Linked DNA regions of Callithrix jacchus: region 2 is linked to region 1. A link is a contact called in public Hi-C data. All regions are on one chromosome and are shown on one strand. Each heading gives the region's core, a stretch centred on a gene start, on an enhancer-like site or on the middle of the called end of the contact. The rest is flanking DNA. Distances are from core to core; before and after follow the strand shown.

Region 1 (4,120 bases), core at 397-2,896:
CTCTTTGCTTACTAGTAACAAATGTTAGATAAATTTGGCAGATGTAAATAAGGCACCACCACAACACGTGAGTGCCAACCACAGAACCAAGATCCGCATACCTAAATACGGAAAGTTGTAAGACTATGACAGACTGTCACTAAACAGCTTGTCTTCAGGAATTCCGATGATTATCTGAAAAGATATTAAAAGTTCAATTTCGTTGGAGAAAGCAATAAGGAAGGGGGGTGTCTATATCAGAGACGGGTGCGGGTACTTGTGGAGGTAATCTACAGAGTAGCTTATAGGGACGTAGAAAGTATTTCCAAAGGCACAAGTTTAGCATGAGGGACTTCCCTCACAGGAAAGACACCTGGTGTTTTATATGTCCTTCTGAACGCGGACAGGGTATTTCTATGAAGTTACAAAGCTGCAATCCCGTTCTCATGTGCAGCACCACAGGTTTTGCTTTCAAATATCTGCAGGTGCATCCTCCTGAACTCGTTAAACGAAGGGTTTTCCTTTTCTGTGCTAGGCTCGCTTCTCCACCCTGCTCTCCACAGCAGGGGTTCTAAGACCGTCATATCACCGCAGCCTTTGTGTTTTACCGGAGAGTTGAAAGCCTCAGAGCTGCTCGCGATACCTCTAGTGTAGTCGGGAAGGTCCCCACCACGCACTTCTGTAAACCAGATCAGGGAGGCCTGGGGATTCTGGCCGCAGAAAGGAGCAGAGGAGGTAACGGCTCGGGCGGCCAGAGTAACGCACTTGTAGGCGGATTCGGAAACGCGAGCTCTAGAGTCGGAGGGATTCGGAGGGACTCGGAGGGACTCGGAGCGATCTCCCCGGAACGGGGCGGCCTTGGCCTAGGCGTGGCGGCTTTCCAAGCGCGCTTCTAAAAGCTCCTGGAATAGCCACAGATCTCTACTGTAATCAGAACGAGATGTAAAATCTAAGACGCAGGATAGGGCTCCGGCGGCAACATTTTGGGAGAAAATGAAGAGTGCCAAACTACGCAGCTGGTCCAGAAACTAAAGACTACGATTCCCAGCATTCAATGCAGTGTACCCCCCGAGGATGTTGCATGCCGGGAGCTGTAGTTTCTAACCGCCTCCATCCGAAAGCGTTCTAGGGATTTTCAACCTCTCTCGTGTGTTTCTCCTTTCTGAGAAGCGCCGCTACACGAAAAAGCTGGCCGCGAAAGTCTTGCTGGAATCACTCCCAACGTAACCCCAGTCGTAGTTGGGAAAGGGTGAAGAACGCGTTGCCACGACTACCGTTTCCCCGGTCACGGAATAAACGCTCTCTAGGATCCGGAAGTAGTTCCGCCGCGACCTCTCGAAAAGGATGGACGTATTCTGTGCCTACGTTCATTGGACGGTCTCCCTTAGAGGCCAAGGCCTCCCAGGCAAAGGGGCGGTCCTTCGTGTGAGGGGCCCGCGGAACCATTTGATTGGAGAAGAGCTGCAAACCCTGACCAATCGGAAGGAGCCACGCTTTGGGCAGCGGTCACCGCACCTGGACAGCTGCGATTGGTGGACTTCCGTCCCCCCCACGAGTCCCCATTGGGTGCCGTGACTGCGTGGTGCGGCGCGATTGGTAGGTTCGTGTGTCCCAACCCCCGCCCGCGAGAAGTGGGGGTGAAAAGCGGCCCGACCTGCTTGGGGTGTAGTGGGCGGACCGCACGGCCGGAGGTGTGAGGATCTAGCTCCAGGGTTGGGGGGTGGAGGCGGCTCCTGCTATCGGAAGGGACTTGAGACTCACCGGCCGCACGCCATGAGGGCCCTGTGGGTGCTGGGCCTTTGCTGCGTCCTGCTGACCTTCGGTGAGTGATTCTAGAGGAGCAGACGCCCCCCCCTCCACACGCGCGGCCGCTTCTCGAAGGTTCTGGGGGCATTGAACCTGGGAGGAGGGAGATCTCAGGGCCTGCGGTGGGCCAAGGGACGTCGCCTTTCCTCGAAAGAGGACTAGGGGATTACGTTTATTCTCTTCCTTTGGAATTAAGAAAAGAGAATAGAATTATCTAAGTTCCCTGCAGGTCTAATAGTATCTCGCCCAGAGGTCTCAGCGACCGCGGGGAGGGGCCTCATTGGGGCTCGGGCTCCCGCGGGAGCTGTGCGAGTCCCCCCCACCCAGAAGGACTCTTTTGGCTACCGCAACCTTCGGGCACCCAGCTTTCCCGACCCCGAATTCCCCAGACTCCGATTCCTCGCAAGCGCTTGTCCTTTCTTAGATGTCGGCGTTGGGAGCGTGAGGCCTGGGGCCAGCGGAATGGCAGTGTCAGCGTGTTTGATTCGGTTTTGGTGGAGCTCGGTTCTTCACAATATTCTACCCCTTCTCATGCCTCTGGGCTCAATTTCAGTTCCTTTCGCCAGAGGTTGCATAAATCCTATTTGTATTCTGACCTGTGATAACGAAGGCCGAAGTTTTGGCTTGGACAGTTGGGAGGCCTTGGCTCGGCCTGCGAGCAACACGTGTGGGTGTAAAAGAGGCCCGGCATCAGTCTGCTTAACGTTATTTATAAAGGATCGGAGACACGCTGTTTAGAAGTGGTGGCTGCCTCCGTATTTCAGAATCTACGGGGCACCTCGGCATCTGAACTTATAAATAGGTGTGCTGTCTTGGCTTTACCTTGGGTGTTTAAGCCAAGGAATGTGCACTCTTTCATCCCTACCTCCCTTATTTACCAACTGAATTTTGCAACCCCTACCCTTCCCTATTTGATCATCCTCCTTGGAGAAGTGCAATGTTGAAGAGTTTTCCCGTATTAAATCTTTCTTCAGGGTCGGTCAGAGCTGATGATGAAGTTGATGTGGATGGTACAGTAGAAGCGGATCTGGGTAAAAGTAGAGAAGGCTCGAGGACGGATGATGAAGTAGTACAGAGGTTTGTGTTCATTTGAACTTACCTACACAGATAAGCCCTGTGAACCTTGTGAGTTATGGTCACTTCTGATGTATCTCTTCTCCAAAAGTCCAAATAAAGTCTGACACCCTTGTATTTAATACCCGGTGAGTTATTTGCATACATACCTCCTAACTTGTACCTGGGAGTGATTAAACTGAGTGAATTCCTTTGAAAACTATATTGCAGAATACTAGCACCATAAACTTTGTAAGACTAGAAAAGACTTTCAGTTGGATTTGTATTCATTAACTGTGTACACCTCGTAAGTTTAAAAATGGGGTTTCTGTCAGTTGAACAGTATTTTTAAATTTGGCCTCTTGGGACTTAATGACAGTTTTGAAGTCCTCACTGTGGAAGATAAATGAGTATGAAAAGTTGGGATTTATTTTTCTGACAATTTTAAGAACCCAGTATTTCCAATGCAATATTAAAAGGTAGCCTACTGCTGTGCTAACATAATGAGATGGTATATCAGTAATATTTTATAAAGGTTTCCATTTTAACTCCCAAGACAATATTCAGAGGCCACTGTGCTCTCATTATAGTTTCTCTAGTTTTGAAGGGAGCTAAGCCATGTTGTATTTGCTTATCTGATTTCCTTAGAGAGGAAGAAGCTATTCAGTTGGATGGATTAAATGCATCACAAATAAGAGAACTTAGAGAGAAATCGGAAAAGTTTGCCTTCCAAGCTGAAGTTAACAGAATGATGAAACTGATCATCAATTCATTGTATAAAAATAAAGAGGTAAGCAACATGTGGTTAGAGTATTTTGTCTCTGTATGTTGGCATACTTGTTTACTTAAATTTGCATAATTTACTGTGAAAGTAATGTAGTATCCAAGTAAGTAGTAACAACCTTTAAATACTTAATAAGTCCAAGAATTGCTGGTAGATATCTGGGGAGAAAGAGGGTGTCAGGCATGTACTTTTTTCTTTACCTCCAAATAGGTTCATGGCCTGATAATAGTTGTGAGTCTAGGCCAGGCGTGGTGGCTCAGGCCTGTAATCCCAACACTTTGGGAGGCTGAGGTGGGCTTATCACGAGATCAGGAGATAGAGAACAACCTGGCTAACACGGTGAAACTCTGTCTCTACTAAAATAATTAGCCAGGCATGGTAGTGCACGCCTGTAGTCCCAGCTATTCAGGAGGCTGAGGCAGAAGAATCGCTTGAACCCGGGAGGCGGAGGTTGCAGTGAGCTGAGATCACGCCACTGCACTCCAGCCTGGGTGACAG
Region 2 (4,154 bases), core at 1,323-3,822, 130 kb after region 1:
CTGCAGCGAGCTGAGATTGTGCATCGCACTCCAGCCTGGGTGACACAGCTAGACACAGTCTCAAAAATAAAAAAAAAAAATAGAAGAAGAAGAGACAGACATACAGAGAGGATACCACATGATGATGGAGCCAGAGACTGAAGCTTGACTCATTGACAAGCCAAGGGCTGCCATGGATTGACAGGGGCCACCAGAAGCTAGAAAGAGGCATGGAAGGATCCCTCTCCTACAGCTCTTGTTGCCCAGGCTGTAATGCAATGGCATGATCTCAGCTCACTGCAACCTCTGCCTCCCAGGTTCAAGTGATTCTCCTACCTCAGCCTCTCAAGTAGCTGGGATTACAGGCATGTGCCACCATGCCCAGCTAATTTTGGTACTTTTAGTAGAGACAGGGTTTTACTATGTTGGCCAGGCTGGTCTCGAACTCCTGACCTCAGGTGATCCACCCTCCTCTGCATCCTAAAGTGCTGGGATTACAAGCATGAGCCACCATGCCTCGCCTGAGAATTCCTTTTTAAAAGGTAGAGAGTTATCTTTCAAAAAGAAGTTTATACGGATGAGAAGGTGGAGAGACATGTTGAGATTTAAGGGAGTTGGGTGAAAAGATAAATTAAAAATGGTAAAAGATGAAGAAAAAGGGGTTTTAGAAAATTTGCTATACAGTATATATGTTCTCCTTTCAGTACCTCTTGAGAATCTGAGTTAGGGATTTAAATTGCTTTCAATTTTTTCTTCCGCTGGAGAAAAAATCTCCAGTGGAGATTTATTTGTCTCTATTTATTTACCTTTCTTTAATAAAAATAGAGATGGGATCTTACCATCTTGACCAGGTTGGTCTGGAACTCCTGGGATCAGTGGATCCCCCTGTCTTGACCTCCCAAAGTACTGGGATTACAGGTGTGAGTCACCATGCCCAGTCCTTTTTTAATTAATTAAAAAAATAACTTGTATTGTGCATATTCAAGGTATGCAACCTGATGTTATGATATATAGACTAGGGGTCCCCAATCACCTGTTCGAAACTTGCAGCACAGCAGATGAGTCACCGGCTAGCGCGCAAGACCTCCTGAGCTCCGCCTCCTGTCAGATCAGCAGCGTATTAGATTCTCATAGAAGCTCGAACCCTACAGTGAACTGCCCATAGGAGGAATCTAAATTGTGTACTCCGTATGAGAATCTGATGCCTGCTGATCTGAAGTGAAACAGTTTCATCCCGAAACCATACCCTCCACCCCCCTGCCAAGTCCGTGGAAAAATTGCCTTCCAGGAAACCGGACCCTAGTACCAAAAAGGTTGGGGACAACTTATATAGACAGTCACAAGGTTACTATAGTAAAGCACATTAACATATCTATCATCTCACATAGTTACCACCAACCCATTTTTTTGTTTCTGGGGCAAGAGCAGCTAAAATTTACTCATTTGGCATAAATCCTATATGCAGTACAATGTTATTCCTAATGGACTTGTGTGATTATGTGTAGGATCAAATCACAGGGCAGCTCTTATTAAGCATTGCATTGGCTGGGTGCGGTGGCTTATGCCTGTAGTCCCAGCACTTTGGGAGGTCAAGGCAGGAGGATCACTTGAGCCCAGGAGCTCGAGCTTGCAGTGAGCTATGATCGTGCCACTGTATTCCTGTGACAGAGCCTAAAATAAATAAAAATAAAGAGTTGCATATGACTACTCTCAGAGGCAGTGTGGTATAATGGTTGGATATGACTTCTATCAGGGCAGTATGGTATGTGGTATAAAGGCTTGGGGGTTCTGGAATCAGAAGCCCTGTGTTTGAATCCTGGCCCCAATCTTTTTCTTCAACCCCTTTCCTTTGTGTCCATCAGAAAATTACTTTACCTCCCTATGCCTCATTTCCCCATTCATGAAAGGGAGGTAACAGTAGCCACCTCACTTGTTAGCTAGCAATGAAACAGAAACCTACAAATCATCACTCCTCTGTTTAAGGCAAACAAACCAAAAACAGCTCTCGTGGCTCACGGTTTCCAAGCTTCCTGGCATGGCTCTCCGCAAAGCTGCCCTCGGTTCGCCCTGGCAGGCTTTGCAGCGATCTTCCCTGCCCGGGTCCCAGTCACGGTCGGGAGCGGTGCCAGTGGCCCGGGCTTGCGAGACAGGCTCCTGCCCGCACCCTCTTCTGCGAGGTCCTGCCCTGCGCTCCCAGCTCTTCGCACCTCTACCCGAGCTTCTCTCACGTTGCTTGTGAGACTGCCTCGCCCACACATCCTAGATGCTCAATTAAAGTGGACGTAAAGGAAGATGCTGTGGCTTCTCCTCAAAATACCGAACGGGAGGCTCTGGGTGGGGACCGGAGACGTGGTCAGTGGGAAGCGTCCTTCCACCCTAAGGTGTGTTGCCACGGGTGGCCGCTGGCCACGTCGCCCGGGGTAGGGGCGGGGCTCCTCTCTCCGGACTCCCCTTCCCCAACGTCTTTACCCTCCCCGCGGGCCTCCAGCCTGGCAGCCGGAGCCCGCGGTCACGTGACCCCAGCACAGCTGGAGGCGGATCCCCAACCTCCCCAGGGAGCAGCGGGTTTAGGCGGGCGCGGTGCATTGTGGGCAGAGGGGCGGGGGTTGGGAAGATGGCGGCTCCCAGCCTCCTTAACTGGAGGCGGGTTTCTTCCTTCACGGGGCCGGTCCCCCGCGCCCGGCACGGACACCGAGCGGTGGCCATCCGGGAGCTGATGATCATCTTTGGAGGGGGAAATGAGGGCATCGCGGATGAGCTGCACGTCTACAACACGGGTAGGCGCGGCGGCGGCTGGTCGGCCCCGCCTGCGGCAGCCGCGGAGGGGGAGGGGAAGCGAGGCGGCGGCCGCGGCCCTGACAGCTGTCACTGTCCGGTCACTGCTTCCACGGGCGGGCGGCGGGGAGCACGGCTCGGCCGGGCGTCTCCGATCCCGCAGCTCCGTCCCGGACAGCAGCGCTGGATTTCCGGGGCCCGCGGGGCGCAACGGACCCCAAGCGGGGCACACCGGTCTAAAGGCAGGCGGTCCTGGACTTCCCCGTCTCAGCCCGACTGGCGGACGCAGGCGACAGAAGACCGTGTCCAACCGCCTGGACCATTCCCCGAAATCTCGCCCCTGTCAAAAAACAAAACCACTCCAAACCAAAGTTCCTTCGGGCCTTTTCTATCTTTGCCTGCCTTCCTTCCTTAGAAGGAAGACCATCTAGTGGATGAGGAGGGAAAACGAGAGGCCTTCTGGCACTCTCGCCTCAAATACAGCCAGGTGTTTGGCAGGTAACGGTCAAGATCCCCTCTACGGGTCGCGCTCTAAACCGGCGGGGACGTGGTGAAGCGGCCTTGTGTCTGCATAGTGGGTGTGGGCACCTTTCTGGACCGGCTCTCGGAAAGAGGACTGTCATAATTTGAGCACCACTGCAGATCACAGGTGTCCCTGGGCAGGAAGCCCCTCTCTTTGAGGACCTCTGTGAAATAGAAAGGATACTGAAATTTTATACCCCCCGCCCCACCCCGGTAAATGCTCAGGCTGTCACGGGAAATCTTTTTGGTGTAAAGACAGTTCTGGAATTTGGGGTCTACTTCATGACCGGTAACTTTTCTTTGACCAAACAACTTAATCACAGTGATCATTTGAAGGTTAACAAAATAGTGGAATCGGAGAAAAATTTTTTTCCACCCTTTCCTCCTCCCAGCGCCACAGCATATAAAGTTAAAAAGTTATTGACAGTTTGGTCTTAGTGTGAAAACCCTGGCTTTGGAACAAATTAGACTTGATTTGAATCTCTGCCAGTTGCCCAGTATCAGTGCTAAAGTTACTAAACCTTTTTAAGCCTCACAATTTTCAGTTGTAAAATGGAGATTTTTATACTCATCCAGCAGGGGTTTTGTAGATCAGGGTTTTTTTCAGCAGCAGCATTATTGACCTTTTGGGCCAGGTAACTCTTTGTCAAGGTCAGGGGAAGCTGCCCTGTATTGCCCTGTACATTGTAAGATGTTTGACAGCATCCCTGCTCTACTTACTACATGCCAGTAACAGTCCCCTCCAGTTATGACAACTAAAAATGTCGCTAGACATTACCAAATGTCTTCTGGGGGCAGAATCATCCCTAATTGAGACCCACTGATGTTGATGATATATAAAGTACTTTCTGATAGTATGTGATAACCGTTGTTTGTTA

Evidence for each region. A called contact is a pair of places that touch in the nucleus more often than the background predicts.
Region 2: a Hi-C map of skeletal muscle shows a contact between it and region 1, with 2.4 times the contacts expected there. The contact joins the promoter of HCFC2 here to the promoter of HSP90B1 in region 1. A contact is called at or near these places in 2 of 3 Hi-C or Micro-C datasets (both in skeletal muscle).

Annotation. Positions count from the first base shown.
Region 1 is chr9:106,876,147-106,880,266 of calJac240_pri, forward strand. HSP90B1 (heat shock protein 90 beta family member 1) reads left to right here and starts at 1,647. Exons shown (of 18, transcript XM_002752917.6): 1 at 1,647-1,801; 2 at 2,760-2,862; 3 at 3,487-3,628. The coding sequence starts at 1,753. LOC100397534 (small ribosomal subunit protein eS4, X isoform) reads right to left here and starts at 1,016. Exons shown (of 2, transcript XM_035257430.3): 1 at 623-1,016.
Region 2 is chr9:107,006,889-107,011,042 of calJac240_pri, forward strand. HCFC2 (host cell factor C2) reads left to right here and starts at 2,573. Exons shown (of 16, transcript XR_013522063.1): 1 at 2,573-2,756. It overlaps GLT8D2 (glycosyltransferase 8 domain containing 2), which reads right to left and starts at 2,500. Exons shown (of 12, transcript XM_078337161.1): 1 at 1,940-2,500.